5 separate regions of the Mus musculus genome follow, and all the other regions are linked to region 5. The links are chromatin contacts, called in public Hi-C and HiChIP or PLAC-seq maps. All regions are on one chromosome and are shown on one strand. The core of a region is the stretch at or near the end of the contact, and the rest is flanking DNA. Distances in the headings are between cores, read along the strand shown.

The links. Hi-C and Micro-C count contacts between places; a contact is called where the count stands out from the background. HiChIP or PLAC-seq counts read pairs in DNA pulled down with a chosen protein or histone mark.
Region 1: an HNF4G HiChIP or PLAC-seq map of pancreatic cancer cells shows a contact between it and region 5. The contact joins the promoter of Tnfsf9 here to the promoter of Dus3l in region 5. A contact is called at or near these places in 8 of 39 promoter capture datasets (3T3-L1-derived adipocytes, cranial neural crest, embryonic stem cells and 4 more), 3 of 115 datasets of contacts at active chromatin or transcription factors (bone marrow-derived macrophages, memory CD8 T cells and pancreatic cancer cells) and 1 of 9 other capture datasets (liver).
Region 2: a Hi-C map of CD8 T cells shows a contact between it and region 5, with 6 times the contacts expected there. The contact joins the promoter of Fem1a here to the promoter of Dus3l in region 5. A contact is called at or near these places in 3 of 39 promoter capture datasets (erythroid cells, liver and neural stem cells), 4 of 484 Hi-C or Micro-C datasets (CD8 T cells, muscle stem cells, neutrophils and 1 more), 6 of 115 datasets of contacts at active chromatin or transcription factors (the SCID.adh cell line, embryonic stem cells, memory CD8 T cells and 2 more) and 2 of 9 other capture datasets (adipose tissue and liver).
Region 3: an HNF4G HiChIP or PLAC-seq map of pancreatic cancer cells shows a contact between it and region 5. The contact joins the promoter of Plin3 here to the promoter of Dus3l in region 5. A contact is called at or near these places in 7 of 39 promoter capture datasets (the 3T3-L1 cell line, cranial neural crest, hippocampal neurons and 3 more), 1 of 15 datasets of contacts at CTCF or cohesin (stem cell-derived epiblast-like cells), 4 of 484 Hi-C or Micro-C datasets (embryonic stem cells, natural killer cells and reprogramming fibroblasts), 5 of 115 datasets of contacts at active chromatin or transcription factors (embryonic stem cells, epiblast stem cells, extraembryonic endoderm stem cells and 2 more) and 2 of 9 other capture datasets (liver and pancreatic islet).
Region 4: an H3K4me3 HiChIP or PLAC-seq map of bone marrow-derived macrophages shows a contact between it and region 5, with 3 times the contacts expected there. The contact joins the enhancer-like site here to the promoter of Dus3l in region 5. A contact is called at or near these places in 7 of 39 promoter capture datasets (the 3T3-L1 cell line, cranial neural crest, embryonic stem cells and 4 more) and 1 of 115 datasets of contacts at active chromatin or transcription factors (bone marrow-derived macrophages).

Annotation. Positions count from the first base shown.
Region 1 is chr17:57,102,504-57,107,108 of GRCm38.p6, reverse strand. It overlaps Tnfsf9 (tumor necrosis factor (ligand) superfamily, member 9), which reads right to left and starts at 1,724. Exons shown (of 3, transcript NM_009404.3): 1 at 1,249-1,724; 2 at 823-859; 3 at 1-68. The coding sequence starts at 1,677. It overlaps Gm11110 (predicted gene 11110), which reads left to right and starts at 1,167. Exons shown (of 4, transcript NR_033508.1): 1 at 1,167-1,211; 2 at 3,625-3,759.
Region 2 is chr17:56,255,404-56,259,971 of GRCm38.p6, reverse strand. Fem1a (fem 1 homolog a) reads right to left here and starts at 3,179. Exons shown (of 1, transcript NM_010192.4): 1 at 1-3,179. The coding sequence starts at 3,063. The coding sequence ends at 1,099.
Region 3 is chr17:56,287,952-56,292,661 of GRCm38.p6, reverse strand. It overlaps Plin3 (perilipin 3), which reads left to right and starts at 2,151. Exons shown (of 8, transcript NM_025836.3): 1 at 2,151-2,208.
Region 4 is chr17:57,170,451-57,174,956 of GRCm38.p6, reverse strand. It overlaps Gm33566 (a long non-coding RNA gene), which reads right to left. Exons shown (of 7, transcript XR_876893.3): 7 at 3,165-4,506. Among named protein-coding and RNA genes, the nearest start is that of Tnfsf14, 21 kb to the left of the region's middle. Within about 2 kb of position 2,531, at least 14 of the 459 cell types and tissues checked have an H3K27ac peak or open chromatin away from gene starts, as enhancers often do. A contact at or near this core is called in bone marrow-derived macrophages, where this site is marked.
Region 5 is chr17:56,763,114-56,768,114 of GRCm38.p6, reverse strand. It overlaps Dus3l (dihydrouridine synthase 3-like (S. cerevisiae)), which reads right to left and starts at 3,364. Exons shown (of 13, transcript NM_144858.2): 1 at 3,174-3,364; 2 at 2,323-2,590; 3 at 827-1,333; 4 at 441-482; 5 at 180-332; 6 at 1-81. The coding sequence starts at 3,259.

The sequences.
Region 1 (4,605 bases), core at 475-2,974, 340 kb before region 5:
AGATAGGTATGAGCTCCCAGCTCCATCTTGGCTGTGCCAGTTCAGAGTTGTATTGCACAACGATGCTTCTAGAAAAAGAACACTGAGTTGCTGAGGGTTGCGGGGTGTGGGGGAGGGGGGAAACCATGGGAATGGGGAGGAAAGAGAGGAGACAAAACAGAAGAAAAGGAGGGAGGGGCCACCCAGAAGGGATACAATTTAAGAAAGTGGTTGTGGAATAAGAACGAGGCAAAGGGGCGAGGGTCTAGAGTGTTAAGAGCGGAGATGCACATGGACTCCTGGAAGGAGCTGAGTAAAGGGGCCACAAGAGGGGAAGGGGGAGAGGAGAAAAGAAGAGAGAGAAATCAGAGGAGTAAGAGAGGGATGAACAAAACTGGGAGAGAGGTGGGATATGGAGAGTGCAGGAAGAGAGTCATCTCTGAGGGCAAATAATTTGACAACTAAGACTTGACAGGGAGAGACTAGGGCTCGGGCTCAATAGGGTGCCTGAAGCCCAAAGGCATTCATTTATCCCAGCCCATTGGAGGTGTTGGCAGCAGGGCGGCCAGCCTCAGCTACATAATGAATTTGGAGGAAGCCTGGGCTACATGGGAGGGATAGAGGAAGGAAAAGAGAAAAGGAGATCTCCCAGAGTCAGCTGGGGGTGAGAATTCTCAATTCTCTGAAAACCTGGATGGGGTCCCAAGGATGACAGTTGGAGCTGTGACAGCAAGTGAGAAAGGCTGAGTAAGTGAGGGAGAGGGACATGACTAGAAGGTTGAACAGGTCCCCTTGTTCAACCTCCCTGCGGGACCCGCTGGAAATAAATCAGGGGGCACTCACGGTTTTTAGCCAGTAGCTTGGCGAACACAGGAGAGCCCTGGGAAGAAAGAAAAATAAAGGTAGATGGTACCTTACATCCTAAAGAAGCAGATAGGAACTCATACGGCCCAGCACACATTGGGGCGTCCAACTTTGGATGGAGAAGGAGAGCCCTGAAGGCCTAAGTGGGACTGAAGGGAACTGCGGTGCACCCTCGGGAGTTCTCCCCCAGGTTTCATAGGTTCATTCAAGGGGTCAAGACGCAAAGGGATTTCCTCTGAGTGCGAGATGGAGAGGGGGTGCTTCAAGCGGAGTAGCAGGAGCAGAGCGAGGCGGGGCGGGGCGGGGCGGGGCGGGGGTGGGGAGGAAGTGCTGTTCTCTCCCTGTCGGTGCAGCGATGCTTCCAGAAGGTAAGAAAGAGTCCCCTAGGGATGAGATGAGCCTCACCTGTTGTGTAGTGTTGGGGCAGCCAATGTGGGAAACAGGGGTGACCTGGTCTGCATTATTCTCTCGGGTACCCAGGTTGGGCGAGGTGGTGATTGTGAGCGCTGGCCGAGGCTCGGTGCGGGTGAAGATAGGAACACAGGCGGCGATCAGAAGCAGCAAAACCAAAGCGACTAGGCCATAGAGCTTTGGGTGGCGGGAACAGAAGTTCAGTGCAGGCGGCCACGCGGCCTCGCGATCCCGAACATTAACCGCAGGGTAGGCAGCATCCGTGGGGAGCGCGGCATTTGTGGGGCGCACAGTATCTGAGAGGAGCGCAGCGTCCGCGAGGAGCCCGGTATCTCTGAGGAGCGCCGCATCCGAGGGGCACGAAGTACCTGCTGGATGTCTGGCATCCGCGGTATCCTCCACATCAAGTGTGTGCTGGTCCATTACCACGGTCGGTCAGTGCACGTCTCCCGCCAGTGCCCGTGCTTTATAGGCTACCGAGGCGCCTTTTCCGGGGAGGGAAGGGAGGGAGGGCAGCCGCGGGGTTCCCGGGCTCCGCGCTCCGCCCCTCGACTCCCGGAACTTTCTCTCCTCCTCCCCCCTTCCCCTCCCCCTTCTCGCCCCTTTCCCCTTCCCTGTCCAGGCCCTGTGCCCGCCCGTCCTTCTTCCCTTTTTGTGTGTGTGTGTGTGTGTGTGTGTGTGTGTGTGTGTGTGTGTGTGTTTGATTTGGTTTAACACTGACACATTAAAGAGCTTTTTATATGATGGGAACCATGTGATATCGGAATCCATTCCCTCCCTGGCCTCTCCTGAATCCACAGCTCTGTCTCCCTTCTTTTTCTGTGTTCCCCACTGGTAGGTTATTTCTCCGCTGCTGATTTTCATTCCTGTTTTTCTGTCTCTCAAACTTCTGTCTCTCTCCTGATCTCTCCTGCTCCCTTTTTCTTCCAACCCCTAGCTCCCCATCCCTGGGACGCCCTAAATGCAGGGGGTTTTGTTGTTGTTTTGTTTTGTTTTGTTTTGTTTTTTGTTGTTGTTGTTTTGTCGAGGACTCTAGGGACATCCAAAACTGCCCACCCATCCCCAGCGGAATCAAAGAGACCTGCTAGGCACCCACTCACTCAGCCTCTTCCTCCCCAGGACCCCATCTCTACCCTGGGCCTTTCCTGGTGTGTCCCCACCCACTTTCTTGGGGCTTCCTGTTAGTAGTCTCTTAGGACTCCAGAAACAGAAGGCTGGAGAGTCCAGATAGAGAAATTCCCCCAGGCAGCGGACACATTTCCAATTTCCCATTCTTTCACTGTTCTTGCCTGAGGTAGAGGCAAAAGGGGGGGGCGCAGAGAAGACCCCCCAAAAGAGGAACTGAGAGATGACTGGCTCTGGGCAAACCTTGGAGACAGACTCCTCAATGTTCTGATCTGGTTAGATCTGCTGAGATGGCTCAGCCAGTAATAGTATAATCACAAGCCTGGTGGCCTGAGTTCAGTCCTCAGGACCTACATGGTGGGAAGAAAGAACTGACACCCAGAAATTTGTCCTGAAAGTGCCCTTTGACCACGACATGCATACCATCAGTAAACATAATTAAAAAAAAAAAAAGTACTGATATAACCAGACCATTTATCTCAGCAGGAAACAACAAGCTATAAAATGGGGAGTTGTTTGTTTCTACATAGGGTCTGGTCTTCGCCTTGCAGCCCTCCAACTCACTAGACAGCCTAGGATGACTCTGAACTTCTGACCCTCCCCAGTATATTGGGATACAGACACAGACAGGCATACACCCTCAAATCCAGCTTCTTCTGTGTTGGGGAAGGAGCGCAAAGCCTCGAGCTTACTGGGCCAAGATTCTTACAACAGAGACCCAGCCCAGGCCCCACCTGCTTTTTTTCCATACTGGGCATGGAACCTACTGAGCTCCCAGCCTGGGAGACGTGCACGGAGCCCCCTCTGGAGACACCAGCCACCCCTTCCTTCTGTTTTATTCCACATCAACTTCCCCTGGGAATTACAGGAAAACCCCAGCTTGGGGTCAGGGGAGAGGTGGGGGAGGTGGGACATTAAAATGACACAAAAGACACTTGGGTGATCTAGAAATTGAAGGTTCCACCCAAGGAGCAGCTGCAGGGCACCAGCGGTGACTCAGCTGTGGGAACTCTGGCCCTCACGCAGACAGTGGTCCAACCTCTCTCTGCTGGACACACACTGCTCAGAGTCAGCCCACACCTACATGACTCTCACGAAAAGGGACCCCTCAATGCCTGGACTAGTTTACCCCTCCCTGCCTCGGCTGCACAGTGAACACATTGTCTCATCCTCATTTGTATCCCTGCCATCATCACAGTGAGAAAAAAAAAAAGGCAGATGAAGACTTTCTCTCTCTCTCTCCAGCTATAACTTCTTCAAAGCCACAGTTTGAAGACTTCCACCTCACAGACTCATCATCCATGTCACCAGGGAACTGGAATCCTGACTCAGCTGAAAGTAACTCCACTCAGCCATCTTTCTCTCCTGCAGAGCCTGAAGGTGCTTTATTATTGGGGGGGGGGGGAATTGGTGGAGTTTCTGGACAGAAAACACACACACACACGGAGAGAGAGAGTTCATACCATTTAGAACAAGCCATGCATGGTATGCACCTGTGAGCCCAGCCTTCAGGAAGCTGAAGTTTGAAGGTTGGAGTTCAAAAACCAGCCTGGGCTACATGAAGAGACACTGTCTAAAAAAACAAAACAAAACAAAACTGGATGCAGGGGGTATGTATTGCACTCAGGAGGTAGAAGCAGATGGGTCTTGGTGAATTCAAGGCCACCTTGAACTACATAATGAGAATGGACCAGCCAGGGCTAAATAGTGAGACAGACAGATAAACACACACAGAGACAGACAGACAGACAAACAGACAGACAAGGGGGATTTTAATATTAAAATTAATTTGTTTTTGAACAGGATCTCGTGTAGTCAAGGCTGGCCTGACATTCCCTATGTAGTAAAGAATAAACTTCTAATCCTCCTGCCTCCATTTCTGGAGTGCTAAATTGACAGGTCCATGCCACCATGTCTGGTGTATAAGATGCTGGGGATAGAACTCAAGTCTCCCCCTCCCCCCTGGCTCACACACAAAGTCCACCCCCTGCCCCTTATTGCTAAGAAGAAAGATTTAGCATCTCAGGACCGTAGTGGTAGTAGTAGTAGTAGTAGTAGTAGTAGTAGTAGTAGTAGTAGTAGTAGTACCGTAGTGGTAGTAGTAGTAGTAGTAGTAGTAGTAGTAGTAGTAGTAGTAGTAGTAGCAGCAGCAGCAGCAGCAGCAGCTAGCTCCCAGATCCTGAGCCAATCTGTTTACAATTAAAACCACAGCCCACAGCCAAGTAT
Region 2 (4,568 bases), core at 1,930-4,429, 510 kb after region 5:
ACACACTGACGGTCCTCAAGGGACAGTTTATGTGGCTTAAATGGCTGAGGGAGGGACTGGCCCCTCTACACATGACTTCCTATCCATGTAGCTGGCTTCTACGGCCGGGGATGAGTACCTCCTGCTTTGGCCTAATCCAGGGTGAACCACTCACCACATATGATGGAATCGAGAGCTGGTGGAGTCATAGGCAGCTGTTCAGTAACTTTTTGTGGTTCTGGGGCTGCACACAGGGTCTCACGTGGGCCAAGCTAGTACCACATGGGTCCATCGCTACCCTGGCTGGCAGCCCCCCACCTTCCCCTATCTTGGTTAGAAGCCCATCCCCAGAAGTTATTGGGATACCGGGGACTCCTCAACAAAAGAGGGGTCAGGTCCTCAGCGATGAAGGTGACAGTGTGACAAGTGTGGCACAGATGTGAACCTGGTGGCCAGGTGGCCTGGTCACCATCTGCCTGGCAGTTCCAGCTGTGTCCCAAGGTTGGGAACTGTCTGTCCATCCAGAGGGCGGGACAGAAGGCACCAGTGTCTGCCTGGCTGTGGCTCTTGCAACTGGCTCTGGGCTTTCTTGGGAGATAGTCCTCTCTCTAATCAGCACAGAACTGAGGAGGCTTCCCAGGATCTTGGTCACAGATCTGCACACACAGTTCATGCTGTTCTCAGCTGTGGCCACTGCAAAATACTGGCAACTCTCAACTCAGTCATTACTAAGTCCAACAAACAGAAACCAGTGAAAACAGACAGAAAAACCCTCACAACATGGGCTCCAGGCTGCTGCCCATCTGCTTAGAAAAGGAAAAACCAAATGCAAACATCTAGGTGGTCAGTGCCCACCACAGGAAGGAGACAGCTTTGCTCACTGCAGGACTCTAGGACAGTGCAGAGGCCTCCAGACCCAGACAGAAGCATGCCACTGGGGAGGCTCAGGCATCCGGGTTTTTGTTTTTGCACTTCCACAGAAAAAAAGACCGTCTTCCTACCATGTGACCCTGAAGGCTTCTAGAATCAGCAGCTGGGTTCACTCCAGCAGGCCATAGGGCCTGGATGCTTCTGCTTGGAGGAGTAAGGCCCAAGTGGGCACCAACAGCTGGGCTAGGCTCAATGCAACTGGATGAAGGCCTCCAGCTCCTCTGGGATGAAGCCCTTATAAGGGACCTTGTTCCTGTCCAGGGCACGGGCAGCTAGGCACTGCAGTGTCACATAATTGAAAGGCTGCACGGTGCTCTTAGCCAACAGCTTCGAGTCCAGCAGCTCGTAGGCAGTCTTTTTGAAGGCATTGGTGGCGTCCATGTGGGCCCCAGCTTCGATGAGAGCATCCATGATGGCCGGGCAATTATTCTGGGCAGCGATGTGCAGTGGGGTGTTGTTGTCGAAATCCCTGCTGTCAGGGTCTGCTCCGCAGTCCAACAGCACCTTGACCACCTGCAGCGATGGGAAGACGCCCACACGATACCGGCCCACGTTGGTGGTCTCCTTGTCCACCGCCATGTGTAGTGGGGTGAAGCCGTTTTTACCGCGAGGGGCACACTTGAGCAGGCGGTAGACTGTCTGGTGCTTGAGGTGTTCCTGGCTGGGGGTGCACTCCACCTTCTCCAATAGGTACAGAAGGTGGAGGATGATGGCAATGGCTTTGGTGAACTGTGCGGAGTCACCCGGTTCCTTGGGCAACTGCAGAGCCCGCTCCACTTCCCGAACCCCTTTGCTGAGCACACCCATGAGGTCGGCAAAGCCAAGCTGCATGCCCAGGTTGCCCTTGGCCGAGCGGTCCTGCAGCACGTAGGAGAAGAGCTCTGCAAACGACAGGAAGCTGCTGGCGGTCATGGGGCTCAGGGGCTCCAAGTTGTTTTGTTGCATGTCCAAGGCATACTTCCACAGACGGATACAGCGCTCGAAATTCCCGGAGTCCGCATAGACAGCACCCCGGTACCGTATGTAGTATGAAGTGTCAGGATGTGAGGGGCCCAAGATTCTCTCCCGTATCAGCAGCGCCTGCATCCGCATTTCATCAGGATCTGTAATGAGGGCTTCCAACTCTTGGGGTGTAGTCACCTCCCTGGAATAGTCATAGGCCAGAACCAGTTGCTGGGGCTCCGGCTTAGGGAGGTAGCCTCCACCCTGGTGACGGAGTTCCATCGCCCTTCTCCAGTGCTTCAGGGCTCCAAGCAGATCCCTTTTCTTATCCACGTAGGTGGCACCCAGCAGCTCCAAAGCTTCCACAGCTGCTTCCCGGCTGGTAGGGCAGCAGCTCTCATACGGTTCTGCTTCTTCTGGGGTGGAGCAGTGGTTTCCTGCCACCTGGGAGGAGCCTTCCCCGGGAAGCTCTGTCCCTGAGAGCTGCTCGTGGCCCGGCTGTTCCTGGATGAGGTACTCCACGATGTTGGTGTGCCCGGTGACGCTGGCGGCCAGCAGCGGGGTCATGCCATAGCCGTCGCGCTCCATGCGCGCGTGGCAGCCCAGCAGCAGCTGTAGGATCTCCAGGCTGCCAGATTCTGCACAGTCGTGCAGGGCGGTGTTGCCCTTGGCGCTGCGCCGGTTCACCTGTGCGCCGCGCTCCAGCAGGTAGCGCGCGATCTCGCGGTGGCCCTTGTAGCAGGAGATCATAAGGCACGTGTGGCCGTGGCGATTGGCCACCTCCAGGTCCGCCTTGTGCTCGCCCACCAGGTAGCGTACCACGTCCAGGTGGCCGTCGAAGCAGGCGGCGCGCAGCGGCGTGGAGTTGGTGCGCGTGGTGCGGTTGACCGAGGCGCCTCGGCGCAGAAGGCTACGCACCACGGCCAGGTGACCCGCGGCCGACGCTGCCCAGAGCGGCGGCGCGCCCTCGATGGTCTCGCCATCGAAGTGCACGGAGCCGCTCGCCTCCACGCTGGCGCCGCAGTGGTCCACCAGATACTCCACCACGTCTAGGTGTCCACGGCGCGCTGCGATTAGCAGTGGCGTGCCACCGCCGGCCACCTCACCCAGCAGCTCCTCCAGCTCCTCACGCCCACGGCCGGCCAGCAGCTTCTGCAGCAGCGGCAGCTTGCCGTCGTGCGCCGCATTGTACACCGCTGTGTGCAGATCCATGCTGGAAGCCTCGCTGCTGGATCTAGCCGGGCCGCCGGTCGCCAGAGACAACCTTCACCTTCTCCCGGGCTGTCATCTTAGCGGGTCTCCGGGAGGAATAAAATGGCCGCCGCGAAGGGGCGAGGACAGAGTGTGCACAGGCATGCTGGGAAATGGAGTCCTATGAGCGATCGCCCGCCGAATGATACTGGAATCAGAAAAGCGAAAAAACTACATTTCCCGAAAGGGATAGGGGGGAACCGGTGACAGGACGGCAATTTCCGCCAAGCAAGGCCAATGGTTAGTGCGATCCTTGGGAAATGTGGTGACATACTTCCTGGTATTGACTCTAAGGCGGAGATTGCCGGCAGCATGTTCTCACTCAGTTCCCAAAAGGACGTCTCTCAAAAGGGTCTCAGTTTTCAATTCCTACCATGCAAGTCTATAAAGTTGTATGTGACCCTGAGTATTTGATGACATACTTCCGGTTACTGTCACTGACACAGACTCTAGACAGGGCAAGAAGTCCGAGCTTTAGCTCGAAGAATACTGGGCGAGGTACCATTGAAAGACTACAGTTCCCATCATGGAAATACACCATGTTTTGAGGGGCTCTGAGCAGCTTGGCCAGGTGATAATGTGCATTCTGTCATTCATGTCAGAATCCACAGGAAAACATGAAGTGGGGGAAAAAGGAATTCGCTTCCCACAGCGCCGTGGGGCACCCGCGAGACGAAATGTAAATAAAAAGCCTCCCTTCGTATCGGGCAAGGCTCGGCGGCCCTTGCGGACGACCCAGGGTAGCGTGGTGCTGTACTTCCGGTTTTCGAGGTCGCGCAGGCAGGAAATGAATGGGCCTCCGCCTCCTTTGCGGACTACATTTCCCAGCGGGCAACAAAGGCAACTCCCAGCCAATCCGGAGCGAGGTGGAAGGCGAAGGGCTTCTACGAAAGGCTTGCTGACCAGCAGGGGGCGCGCGCCGAGTGTAAGATCTTGAGCTGGCAGCGCACCCCAACTCGCCTTTAGCTATTTGCAGAAATGTTAGGCAGTCTCGATTTTCACGTTAGCTTTTCTTTTTCTTTCTTTCTTCTTTTTTTAAGGAGCCACATGCGGGGCTAGAGAGATGGCTCAGTGGTCAAGAGCACTGACTACTTATCCAAAGGACTCTGGTTCAATTCCCAGCACCCACATGGTAGCTCCCAACTGGTCTGTAATTCCAGTTCAAGGGATCTTACACTAATGCACATAAAATAAAATTAAATAAATAAAAAATTTAAAGGCCACATGCTTTCCCTCCATCCGCCAAGGCCAGCAGAGGGCGTCGGGATCTTTGCCGCTGGAGTTACTGGTGGTGTGCGCATCCCTATGGTTGAGAGTCACAGCTGAACCACTGCTCCAGTTCCTCAAGGTCTTTTTAAAGATCAGTTTGAGGTAGGATTTCATGTAGCTCCGGTTGATGTCAATTCCCGGGACCCTCGTGATGGAAGATGAAAACTGATTCCCAAGGGCTGTCCTCTGACATCCAT
Region 3 (4,710 bases), core at 902-3,401, 470 kb after region 5:
AAGCTTACCACCGCCACTTCACAGGGTACAGCAGCAGCTGGCTGCCACAAGGCTCAGGAGGGTGGGGACAGACAGAGCCAGGTTCTGCATGTTAAATGACCCCCAGCTTCCTGTGGTGAGGGGCAGGACACCCCCCCCCCCGTCCACGGTCCACGTGAGAAGGAGACATGGGTAGCAGCTGGCCATCAGGTCACTGAGTTACAGCAAGGGCTTGTGGCTGTTAATTATCCTTCAAAGAGTAAGGACACAGACCGAGAGCTCCTGTTTCATCTAGCATCTTCCATTGTTTTTCCTGCTCCAATCTCATGGAACTCAGGCCGGCCTCAAACTCACTGGGTAACACTTGAACTGATTCCCCATGGTCCCCCTGCCTCAGCTCTGGCTGCTGGAGTGACAGGCATGTGCCACACCTGGTGGATGTGGGGTGGGGGGTGGGGGCAGAACCCAAGTTTTGTGTATACTGATTGAGCACTGTGCACTAGCCTCTAATTTCTCCTCTCATTCCATCACTGGGAGACTGAAGCCGGGGAGGGGGGGGGGGATATGGCCTCAGTCAGTGAGACAAAGTAAAAGTCCCTTAGAGGCCAGTGAAATGGATCAGTGAGAAAGGGAGGGAGTGGCTGCCAACTCTGCAGATCTGAGCTTAGTCCCCAGGCTCAACAACGGTGGTGCAGAGAAATGACGTCCCACGTGCTCTTTCCTGACCTACACACACACTAGTGGTAGAGTGCCCCCCTAAATAAATAGGTGTAATATACATTTTAAATTTTCCTTCGACTCCCCTCCCAATATTGTTTTGTTTTTTAAGACAGTCACTGTGTAGCTCTGGTGGTCCACCCAGTATCCCTCTAAAGTCTTAATGCTATTCTGCTGGCGTGACTTCCCACTGGTCTCTGAATGCTACCAAGCTGAGAGGGTACAGACTATGTTCCTGGGGCTGCCCTACATGACCTTTGTGTACAGCATGTGCCTAATAATTGTTGAATGCCTGTATACACAGCTAATGAGCCATGGGCCAGGCCCAAGGTTAATAGGACATGCTTTCTACGGCACCGATGGGCCTAGACACGTCAGGGGCACAGAGAGGGAGAGGCGCCATTGTGGAAAGAGAGGAGAGGGGAGCCGTCGGGAGGGGGTCACAGAGAGAAGGTCGCTGTAGGGGACACAGAGTGGAGGGGCTCTGTAAGGGAAGGAACGCAGAGGCGCTAGAGGCACAGAGGGAAGTGGCACCGTTGGGGGACATGGCGGGGAGGGGCGCAGTCGCGAGCAGGGCGCCACCTGGTGGCAACATGCCCCATCCCGCCACTGCCCCTGTGAAGGCGGCATTGTTCACTGGAAGCAGGAAGATAAAGAACTCAGCCTGAGTCAAGGCAGCTCAGAAAAAAAAAGGAGGGGCCGGGCGGAAGTCTGGAAAGATCTGAGGTAACTCAGTAAGGGTGGGTCCTCTCCAGGCCTGGCTCACATCCGTGCATGCGCAGTTGCAAATGCCCGTGCACATTTTCACAACTGCACACGTAGTCACACCCTCAACAAAAATACATTCCCTTCTTTCTTAGCTCCTGCAGCCGTCTGAGGTTAACACTTGGCTTACAGGCCAAGGGGAGAAAGAAGATTTAGGGATGAGAAAAAAAAAAAAGTCCAGGAGGTGTCTGTCTTCAGGAAAGGATTGATCCAGGGGTCCAGGAGCAGAAAGCTGGATACTGCGCATGGCTGGCCATATCAGGGCCTCAGTGCCCTCGTCCAGAGGACTTGGGACAACAAGAACCTCAATCTGGATGACAGCAACTTTTCCTTTAGGACCCAATCAGGGCTGAGGTTCAGGGTGTGTAACCTCCTGGCATTGATTTCCCTGGGTCCGATGGGCTTCTAAAAATGTCACTCAATCAGTCCTTGGATCTGGAAGCCTCTCTAAGGTCTCTGGAAACATGGGAGGATTCAAGGACCCCAGAATGGCACTCCCCTCTCCCCTCCATCTAGGATCAGGACTCCAAGTCTTTCTGGGACTCAACTAATGCAAGCAACCTGGGCTGGGTCGCCTTAGAAGGGTGGGCGGAACTACGCCATAGGGACCTCTGATTGGCCCTCTGTCCTGTCACTCCAAGGCCCCTCCCTCCACGGGGGATGCACAAGGCCGCCCCGCCCCACCCGGTAGATCCAAGCTGGACTTGGTAGGGGAGGTTTCCTCGCTTGGACGACCTGAGGACTTTGGTGAGAGCTGGGGGGCAAGGGGCAGGATCGATCTTGAGGCGCCCTTAGAGAGGAGGGAGAAACGAGGCTTCCTGGGAGGACTCCGGTATCCCAAAAATCCCTGCACGCTAGGAAACCCTACTTCTAGAGACTAACTTTTACCCAAGGACCCAACTTCTGCAGCGCTTCCAACTCTTGGCCTGGCCACCCTAGGACCTTAGCGTCCTCGTCAGTGACGGAGTCCCTGAGCGTCCAAAAAGGTGGATTCCACTGTCCTGGGTCCCCAGAATTAGAGTTGTGTTCAAATGCGAGTCCCGTGTGTCCTGGGCTGCGGCTCCTCCCTCTTCCCCGTGATTCTGAGTCTCCTGTCCCCAAGAACAAACAACCCCGCAGGCACAGTCACAAATAGCTTCACCTGCCGTGCACTAACTAGCCCCAGGCCCTGGATCCTACATAAAGCCAGGCCTGTTCCACAGGAAGCTGTGACCCCCAGCCGAGCATGGTGCCTCCCTCTGTTGGAATCTCTCAAATTTAATGTTTTGTTTCTGTCTTGTTAATTGTTTTTGGAAATGGCCCTACGCTAAACTTAGGGTGCCTTGGAATTTGCCTCCACCAAAAATGCTGGGATGACAGCATTGTCACCAAACCAGGCCGAAAGACTCCCTTAACCACTTCTAAGCCTTGGCTACATGCTGGTTTTTTGACCCTGGGGGCTTTTCTGGCTTTCTTTGCAGAGAAAGTAATCTGGTGGGCGGAGTGTGTGGGGGAGGGTCAGTTTCAGGCAGCTGGAGCCGGGTGTAGAGAGATTAGCTGCCACAAGTGCTCAAAAAGAGCAAAAAGCCCTTGTTTTTCTCCAGCGGCCACCATTGCTTAGGAAGGGGAGCTCCAGGGGTGTCTGACTCCTCAGGCTTTGCCACCCACCTTACCGATGACAGGAAGGCATGACCAGCATCACCTGACTCCCGTGTTGGGAAATCTTTATCGCAAACCTAACTGCTGCGGTTTGCCAGACTAGTTTATTGAGCACCCACTGTGGTTTAGCTGCCGATTTGAGCATTCTGCAGACAACGCCAAGCAATCTCATAAAGCCCAGGCTGGCCTAGAATTCACACACTGGGTAGTGGAAGATGGCTTTGATTTCTAACCTTCCTCAAGTGCTGGGGTGACAGGCATGTGCCATCACACTTGGTGTTTGTTGTTCTGGGGCATCTGGAAGGCCCAGCCCCAGTTTTTAACTGGTTTTTAAACAAATGATATCACCTACCTGTCCTAAAATTCAGACGCCAGGCTTCTACCTCTGTCTGAACTCTGTCCTTAGTCCATTAAGCTTCCTGATCTTCTAACATTCTATGTAAAGACAAGCAGACTCCGGCTGCAAGTGATGATTCAGTAGTTAAGAGCACTTCCTGTTCCCTCAAAGGACCGAGGCTCAGTTCTTAGCACCAGCTTCAGGCTCCTTATGTAACCTAACTCCAGCTGCAGGGGTCTGACTCTCCTGAACTCTGTGGCCACTGCATGCACATAAGCAAAACTAAAATGTAGATCTTTATAAGATGTATTATATTTGTTTATTTTTGCTTTATGTTTTGTTGTAACTGGGTCTCACTCTGTAGACCAGGTTGGCCTGGGACTCACAGAGACCCTCCTGCTCCAACTCCCAAGTGCTGGGATTAAAGGCGCACACCTGGCTTATCTTATTTTGAGTTGTGTGTATGCCCGTGTGGATGTGGTGCCTGTAGAGATCACGTGTCCTTGACCTTGAGTTACAGGTAGTTGTGAATCCCGTGCTATGGGTGCTGGGAATCAAACTCAGATCCTCTGAGAGAGCAATACTTGCTTTGTACCTCCTAACTCCCAACATACTCTTTAAGGAGAGAGAAAGAGAATCTTGGATGTTTCAGACATTTGCCTCTGAACTTCTTGGCTTGCAAGAGGTCTCTGTCTTGAACACACAGGGGCATTTGTTAGACTTGAACACACAGGGACATTTGTTAGTTTGTTTTTGTTTCTAAGTCCCCTTCTGCTGGGACTATTGTCATGTTGAGACCCACAAATGGGCACAGCTGTGGGAACAGTGTCAACTGTCTGGTCACATGGAAGAAGACTGTGAGGAAACAGTACCCTTGAGAGAGGTATAGGACCTGACCTTAATGAATGGCAGAAGTGAGCTTTAAAGGGACATGTCTGCCGGATGGATGTGGCCTAGGACCCTGTCACAACCACCCAGAGTTAGGGGTTCTAAAGGCATAATTAGGAATGGAGCCCCTGCCTAGAATCCCCCCTACCCCATTAGGGGCTGAGGGGTGTGGCTAGGGGTGGATTCCTACCTAGAACCCCCCAGTAAGGGGGCTGGGGTGTGGCCAGAAGTGCAGCTTTGTTGAGTGTGCCTGAGGAACTGGGTTGGCACTTCTCCAGCACCACAGGGTCAGTCAGCAGTTGGGGCGGAGCTAGGGTGAGCTAGGCCCCACCTTGGACCTTGCTGACGGGGCCCTGAGAGGGCTGAAGGTTCACAGATCAACTGTG
Region 4 (4,506 bases), core at 1,282-3,781, 410 kb before region 5:
TGCTAACTCCTGCCACCGCTTTGTGGGTTGGGGCATTAAGACTCCCCCCAAGGCAATTGTTTAACAAGCATGTCTCGAGTGGGTCTTGAACCAACTCTTCTCTCCACTGCCAGAGTAAACCTCATGAGAAAGTCCATAAAGGACTTGCCTGATTGCTGTACAAGGTTAGGGAGATAGGCAGAGGGATCTCTGGAAGTGCGGGCCTTAAGGACCTTGAAAGACAGATCAGCCACCTGGTTGAAGTAGGCATGTTGGCTGAGAGAAGCTTGGGTAAATGGGTTAATGTATGCCCTGTGACCAGTCAGCATGTCTAGGGTGATGTTAAGCTTATATTCAAAATTTAAGCATGCCTGATTCTCAGCCAGGTCCTGATATGTTGACTGCCAGTTTGTGGGCTCCGGGGCCACTTTAAGATTATACCAAGCATATTAGGTTTGTAAGTGCAAGGCCCATTGTCTTAAGACCTGTTCAAAGTAGGGAGAGTCAGGCCCCTATTCATTGGCTGCCTTTCTAATTAAAGCGAGGTCAGTTCCTAATCAGACTGGGTTCTGCCCATTTGGGGCTTTGCTGAAACCTTCCTACCCCACAAGTGGATACCCCGAGGGGAAGTATGGGTCAGGGGCCTTGTTCCTGACTCCCAGTGGTACACCATCAATGCTCCATTCCACAGAGAGGAGACAGTCCCAGACACCGCTGCTTCCCCTTCTGGTCCAGCAAAAAAGAACACGAACTGTATAGCACCATTATGGACTTCGTTCTACCTCCCCAGAGTGGTGGCCGTGCACTCCAGGCACCCGGAGAGGCCGACTATGGTATGGTGCCCTTCTTTATTCTGATCTTTCTTAGGACACAGAAAAAAGCGATCATTACCAAACATATTGTAATTAGTTCTATAATTATATGGGTCCAGGTGACTGATTTATTTCACTAGCAATATATGTAGCATAGTTGTCTCCTCCTCCTCCATCTCCTCCTCCATCTCCTCTTCCATCTCCTCCCCCATCTTCTGCTCCTCCATCTCCTCCCTCATCTTCTCTTCCCCCATCTCCTCCATTGCCTTCCACTCATCCTCCACCTTCTCTAGCATGTCCAGATTTACATGGCTCAAACTCAGATCCTTATGCACTACCCACTGAGCCACCGCACAAACCCATATTACCTTTTATAATGCAGACTCCTAATGGAGTCTGTCTTCTGAGTGGAATGTTTCTACCGGAGCAACTGGAATAAAAATAAAATATGAAGCTATATAATTTGAGTGTTTCCCAAAACTACAATTTTAAAACAGAGAAGAAAGAATGCAAGACCTGGAGGATAAGGCAGAAAGCAGTGAAATGCTGACACACGACAGCTGGAGCCCTGAAGAACTAACTGCAGATGTCGTCACTTGCTCAAGACTGATCAACCAGCACCATCAGGGACAGGGAGAGGCTCAGTAGCTCCACCCCTTCCCTGTCAGTTTTTCTCAGTGATTTTCTGTAGAGCGCTACACACCCATGGGCAGCACTAACAAGTTCTCACTATGTAACTTTTAGAAATTGCAGTTTAGTTCCACCCCTCACACTTTCCCCAACTCCCCTTCAAATTCATAACCTCAGAGATACACATACATATATCCATGAACCAAGTAAAGAGGAATCTGCAGAGTGAGAGGGAGTCTTCACTAGCTGTAAAATTATACATCTGGATGGAGTATTAGTAATCCTAAGTACAGAAAGAATTTAAAGAAGAGTCAGGAAAACAAATGGCCCAATTTGAAAATAGCCTATGAATCTAAAAATAGAGTTCTCAAAAGGAGAAAATAAAAATGGCTAAGGAATGGTTCAAAAAAATTAATCACCCCTAGCTTTAGGGAATGTTAGTCAGAAAAACAGAGAGACTTCATCTTACCTCTGTCAGAATGGCAAAGATCATGAGAACAGACAGCCAATCCTGGAGGGGATATAGGGAAAGGGGCCCTCCACCCAGTGTTAGTGGGATTGCAAACTCACTGCGGCCACTCTATAATCAGTGTGCAGAATTCCCAAAAGCTACAAATGAATCTTACATATGACTCATTGAAGTTGAAATTTTGGGTTGTTTGTTTGTTTGTTTGTTTTTTGGAAAGTCAGTTCTGTCTAATGGTGTTTTGCTGGGGCAAACGTGAAGGATTGTTTTCCTGAAGCAGACACAAGTGAAAGGATGTTTTGCTAAAGTAAGTGCGTGAAAGAATGAGTGATGATGGATTATTCACTAAAGACACACATGCATTGGCTCTCCTTACATGTGTTGCTGAGGCTACATTTGTCATGACTCCATAAACAGAAACACACCAAAAAATTCCTAGAGATATGCTGCTGGCTTCTTGCCACTTCTATGCACTCAGGCCGATTGGCAGAGTGATGCCAGCTGATTCAGACTCACGTGCTGAAGTAAGACACATGGTGAGGCAAGACCCATGGAAGACATGTGATGTTTGGAGGGAGTATAAACGGGATTCAACTTACTGAGACAGGAGCTTGCTTGTAGAGATAGCTTTACAACACTTCTTGGTCTCATGGTTTCACTGACCGTTGCTTAGTTGAAAGAGGAACAGCCAAGAACTTCTCCTGGAATCCCTGGTGGTCCTGGTTCCTTCTGCTGGCTCATGCTTTTTTTTGGCTGAGGTCTGGCTACTCCTACTAGGCCATGCCACCTCTGCTGACCTGTGAACTGGACTGCTGGTATATCAGTGAAGTGTTTCTGAGTGAATCAAACTGCCACTGCTAACTCATGTGGACTGAACTGCTGACTTTCTGACAAAGCAGATAGGATTTGCTCCAATGAAAAATTTCTAAATAGGTCCACTTCCCTCATATCCTAATAACATTTCTCTTTCACTACCTCTGCTGGGTGGTTGGCTAGAAGAGAGGTTAAGGCCTTTAAGAACTTTATTAAAAGTAGGTTTTGGAAAAATTAAGGTTACAGCCCATCTATACTATTCCTTGTCATTTGCCCAAAGGATTCATCATTCTTCTCCACAGATACAGGTTCTGCCATGTGCATTGCTCTATTCACCATAGGAAAAAAATGGAAACAACCTAAACATCCTTAAACGGGTGAGTGGATAAGGAAAATATGCTACATATACACTATGAAATAACTATTCATCTACAAAGAAAAATGAAATCATGAACTTGGCAGGTAGTTGGATGGAAATAGAAAATATTATACTAAGTGAAGAAATCCAGAGAAAACATGGGAACCAGGAAAGTCTAGATGGACCATGGCAGGAAAAGTGGGAGCTGCAGAGGTAGAGAGCATTAGGACACTGCTGTGAAGGAGGAATTTGGAAATTGGTACAATACAGAGGGAGGGAGAGGGAAGGGGATTTAAAAATCCACAAAGAGGTGTAATGTTATATGTTTACTTACAACACATATAAAATGTATAGATCTATGAGTATGTGCTTTAAATGGAGTCATGTGACTTGGAGTGTTGGTGCCCCCCCCCCACAAGTGCCATAAATAATTTAACAAAATCCCCAGTGCTAGGCATTAGAAACATCTCTTCAAGTTATTCTTCAGGGGAGCCCAAGAGTTTCCCCAGCAGTTTAGGCTAATGCCAGTGCCCTTAGCTATGTCCTAGAACTTGAACTAGAACACTCTACTGCTGAGATATCACAAGTTTAGGCACAGGATCCCAGACAGAACTGAACTAGAAGCCTCCTTCCTAGTGGCTATGCATATAAACATTCTCTGTTATAAACCTGGGATTTCAATTTATTTGCAAACTTGTAGTGAACTTTTTACCATGTGATAATGCACTCTGAAAGTCATAAAAATGATGAGAACAACGAACAAAGACAGGCCTCCCTCCCTTTTCTTCCTAAGACTTCAACTTTAGAGGCTTGGGATTCCTGCAGAGATAGAACAAAGGCTACTAACAAAAACCTCCCACTGTTTTACTATGAGGTGCTAAACCAGAGACTGCAGCTTCTAGCCCCAGGAACAACTCAGACAGGCAGATCAACTACAGAAGCAAAGTACCCTACACTTACAATGGGTAGACGGTTTATTATTTTATTGTTAGACTTAGGTAATCTAAGACTGTATTAAAAGGTGCTGGGATGCCTCTCGTGGGTTGCATTTCTGCATCCTGAATGATTAACCGCAGAATGGGCTGCCCAGCAGATGGCCTATCCTGAGATAAGATGTCTCCTAGTCATGTGACTATCTTTAAGCTGTTCCTCTAGTGGGTAATTTTATTGTCCTGTTCCTGGACTTTAGGGTCTGCTGCTGGAGCAAATGGTTCATTTTTTTTCTCCACTAGATTCTGAGTGGAGACGAAATGGGATAAAAAGGTCCCTCCATTCTCTAGCCTGGTTGCCATTATTTTGTGGTGTCAATATTTGAAGTGTGCTTCCCCTGTCCAGGTCCAAGTGTGCTGTGTGAGAGATGTGTGCGCTCATGAGAGAGAGGGAGGAGAGCTCTGACAGGCTCAAACATGGAGAACATGGCACCACCATGTCCCCTGTCCTTCCTCCCT
Region 5 (5,001 bases), core at 2,115-4,614:
GATGTCCACGAAGTCCACGTCAATGGTGCGGTTGAGGAGCTCGGCACATTTGGTCATGGTGTCAGGGAACGCGCCCTCCAGCTGCACCAGGCAGGCGGAATCTGCTCAGTGACTGGCAGTCCCACACACGGCCACAGCACGTCCCCAACATGGCAACCTCCTCCAGGGCAAACACTGACCTGCACCCCAAAGATGTCCTCACAGGGGTGGCGCTTGAGCAAAGCCCACTCAGACATCTGTCCCTGGAGCAGGTTCGTACACACGGCCATCTCACCGCAGGTCACATCCGCGCCAAAGCGCTTGCAAATGCGGCGAAAGGGTAGGTTTCCACACTGACCGGGACAGGGACATGGTCAGTCCTCAGAGGTCAGGAAAGCAGGCACGCTGGATGAGTAATGCCCCAGGGACCACTGGGCCGCCCACCCCCAGCCACCTCCTACCGTGGTTAAAGGAGCCAGATACAGCTTTCCGCTGATGTCTAGCTGGAAGGGAAATGAACACATCAGGCCTCCTTCCCCCACTAACACGTCCCCGTCCCCCTCCCACACTCCTCCCCACCCCCCGTCCCCCAGCGTCCTCCCTCTGCTGCTGGCCACTGTACACACCAAGTTCACTTGTCTTAAGGGGAAAGCTCGCCAATGACTGGCCTTCTGTCTGGAGAGCTCCTATTCAAGCTCTGAAACCCTGTCTCGGTGCCTGCCCTTCAGGAGCCTTCCATCGTACCCTTTTCTCCCTTAGCCCTGATCCTCTGGGGCAGTTCAGGCTCTTGCTGCTAAGACAGGACTGTGGACAATGCAGGAATCCAGTTCCCATGCCTGCACCTTACCCGCTTCTTCTCACAGGGCCGCAGCCGGATCACGTCCTCGTCTGTCAAGGGGCCACAGGTTGGCACAGGGCTGCTCTGCGGGGTGCCAGCCCCTCCTACGGTATCTAGCTGGGCATGGCAGCTATTCTGCTTTGGGGTCGCCATGGCCACAGTGGTCTCAGGGACAACAGTGGGCATGGGGCTCTGGGTGAGGCGGTTCAGGGCCTGCTCAGCTCGCTCAAAGCACACTTGGCGCTTCCGCAGCTGCTGCTGCAGGGCCCTGTCTAAGCCATTCCGCACTGAAGGGAGCTGTGCACAGCGGGCCACCACCTCTTCCTGCACCAGGTTCTGCCCCTCAGGCCCCAGGTGTGCTCCAGCAAAGCGACAGGTCATGCTGAAAGGGCACCGGCCAAAGGTTTCGAAGAGCACGCAGCGGGGGCCCAGGTCTGCCGGTTTGGTCTCCAGGTAGCGCCCCACATCGTGCAGGAAGCGGCAACGGTCTCCAAATGCACATGGGGTGGCCGGCTCCTGTGAGGGACATGAAAGGACCAGGAGAGGACTGAGTGGCCAGGGTGGGCCAAGTGCTGATTCTTCCATCTGCAAGTCCTGGGGGAGTGTCCCCAGTGTGCCTGTTTCACCTAAAGCTGGAACAGTGTCAAGCTGGAGTGACAGGTCCGAGGTCAAGAACCCCAGCTGCTCTTGCACACCATCTGGATTTGATTTCCCAGCTCACAACCACCTGAAACTCCAGCTCCAGGACATACAAGACCCTCTTTAAAAGGTAAATTAAGGGGGCTAGAGAGATGGCTCAGAGGTTAAGAGCACTGACTGTTCTTCCAGAGGTCCTGAGTTCAATTCCCAGCAACCACATGGTGGCTCACAACCATCTGTAACGGGTGCGATGCTCTCTTCTGGTGTGTCTGAGGACAGCTACAGTGGACTCATATACATAAAATAAATAAATCTTTAAAAAAAAAAAAAGGGAGGCTGGTGAGATGGCTCAGTGGGTAAGAGCACCCGACTGCTCTTTCAAAGGTCAGGAGTTCAAATCCCAGCAACCACATGGTGGCTCACAACCATCTGTAACGAGATCTGACTCCCTCTTCTGGAGTGTCTGAGGACAGCTACAGTGTACTTACATATAATAAATAAATAAATAAATAAATAAATAAATAAATAAATAAATCTTTTTAAAAAAAAAAGGTAAATTGAAATAGCTGAGCACATCTTTAATCCCAGAACTTGGGAGTGCTCTCTGAGTTCAGGACCAGCCTAGTTTACAGAGTGAGTTCCAGGTCAGCCAGGGCTACACAGAGAAACCCTGTCTCAAAAAAACCAAAAATAAATAAATTCAAGTGTGATGTGTAGATAGGCTGAGGGTCAATGACTTTGAAGGCAGCACCAGGGGCCAAGGCAAGGCACTACTAGGTCGAGTCCCTGTAGGTCAAGGGTCATATATATTTGTCACAGCACAGCATCTTCAGACTTTAAGCCAAGCCTGTAGAGCCACCCCTCACCTGGAGGAAGGACGGGCAGAGCCTGTCCTTGTCGTAGTGTGCTGGCTTCACATGGGGCCGGCTTTTGTTTTGGCCACGGGCCCTCTTGGGCACCTGCCTTTCACGGGATTCAATTGCCACCTCTGTCTTCCCATTTTCCTGCCCATCTTCCAGGCGAATTCTTTTGGCCCCTGGCTCAGCTGGGTCTCCTGTGGGCACTTCCTGGCATGCACCCTCCTGCTTGTCTCCATCCAGATATTCGTGGAACCGTTCTTTGGTTGTGCGGTACCTGCCAGAGCGGGAGAGGCTCGATGTGCACAGGGAAAGGGGCTTGGGGGCTAATGCCAAGCTCACGTGCTCCTGCTTGCAGGAAGCTTTCCCTACTTAGAACCAGCCAGTTTTCACCCAGTGCCACGGGGACACCTGTTTTACACTTGAAGGAGCCATTTGTGTCTCTGCTCTGAGAACTGAATTGCCTTAAGGGTTGCGACACACAAATATCAATATCCTTGGTAGGCTACGAAGGAACTACAAACCCCAGCATGCTTGGCAGCGAGACTCAAGCTACCACCCTTCCCAGGTCTTTCGCTGCGAGCCATTTTTTTTTCCCTCGTGGAGACTACAAGCCCCACCATGCACCTCGGGCCCTGCTTCTGGTTCCCCAAAGCTGCCTATGTGCACAGCCGGCCTCATGGCTTGTGACAACCAACACATGTTACACTCGTGTGTCAGCAGAAGGTAGGTAAAGACTTTGGCGCCTCCGGGATGCCGCTCTCCAGGATGCCGCCACACCTCCCAGCATGCACCACTCGCACCCGCCACGGACGCCGGGAAGGCCACATCAGCTTCGCTGACGGGCGCCAGCGACTCACTGAGCTTTAATGGGCGCCACCCCCCGTTCGCACGCGCCAACCCCGGAGTCACCGCCACCACCGCTCTCCGCTGCCGTCTCCGCCATCGATGCCCCTCACACCAGCTCTGGAGTGTGGCAGGAAAGTCTTCCGGGTCGCTCGTGTCCTCTGGAGCCTACAGAAAGAAATGCGCACGCTCAGACTACAGCAATGCTGCTAAGGCGCGCGTGCGCACGACCGTGGGGGCGGGGGGGGGGGGGGCCAAGGCTGCGCAGGAAACGGAAGTGCTCAAGGGTCCCGGAGGGGTTCTTGTCGGTCATCCGTGGGTCACTCTTGATCCGTGGAAGTGAATCTGGGGGTGTGGGTGTGGGTGCAGCTCACACTCACCTACTCTGCTTCTGTCCCTTTTACAAACGAGTCTGTTATTTTATAATAAAAAACCGCAGCCCGAGCGGTGTTGCGCACGCCTTTAATCCCAGCACTGGGGAGATCGAGTCAGGTGAATCATGAGTTCGAGGCCAGCCTGGTCTATAGAGTGAGGTCCAGAACAGCCTGAGCTACTCAGAGAAACCGTGTCTCAGAAGACAAACAAAAAATACCAACAGCTTTGAAGGATCAAATGACTTCACGGGGACACGCTGTCCTTTGACAGTGCCCTTCGTGAGCCACTGTGGCCCATAAACGCGTGGCAATTTGAATTATTTTTATTGTACTGCCTTTTCTTTTCTTTTTTCTTTTTTTTTTTTTTTTTGAGACAGCGTCTCACTATGTAGCCCAGGCAAGCCTCAAACTCAGAAATCCTCCTGCCTCTGCCTCCCAAGTGCTGGGATTAAAGGTGTGTGCCAGCGTTACTTTGAAAGTGACATTTACTCATCTATTGTGTGTGTGTGGGTCTCCTGTGTGTCACCCTTATGTGGAGGTCATATGACAATGGGGGGCGGGGGTCCCTGCATCCCCATGTCGGTCCCGGGATTGAACTCAGCCCCTTGAGCCTGACATCAGGCACTTCTCCGATCCTGCAATTACTATTTTAATAAAAATGTGCTTAAACATGTAAGAACAGCACTTGGGTGGATCGGGAGGTAGTGTTTTGTTTTTGTTTTGGTTTTTTTTTTTTTGGGGGGGGGGGAGGGGGTCGAGACAGGGTTTCTCTGTATAGCCCTGGCAGTCCTGGTGTTTGAGGCCAGCCTGAGCTACATGTCTCAACCAAAGCCAAGTCAAACCAATCAGTATTTAAATTTATTTAATTCATGGAGATGGGGGTCTCACCCTGTAGCCCAGGCTGTCCCGCAACGCACGAACTAGACTCTGCTGGTTGTATAACATAAGGGGAAACAGGCCCAGAGAGGTAAAGCGATTAATTAGCCTTAGACCACAATAGCACCCTGTTTGCGCCATTGCTCTCTACCGTCCCTACTGGGCAAGATGGGAATAACAATGCATTTTAAGGCTGAGGCTCCTTTGTAGCGTCTACAATTGGGTTGTGATAAGGACACGCTCTTGGAAGAAACAGGGCTGCAAAGGGCAACGACAGAAACAAGATCCCTTCCTCAAAGCAACTCCGTCCTCTTCTGTGCAAGGCAACCCAGGCTGGCTTCCCGCAGGAGGCGTGACAGCCTGGCAGTTGATAACTGTGAAACCGTACAGACCGTTAACCATGAGGTGCAGCATTCATGGTGATGTGAATACAATGGTGCTGGATCCTTACGGGGAGCTCAGCAGCTAGTGAGGGTTTACTGTCCGCCAGGCCCGGTTCCAACCCTGAGCACAGACTAGCATCTGGGCCTCCATTTCTCCTCCTACCCCACCCCTAGTCCTTCCGCGTCCAAGGATGACCTACTCCGTACCC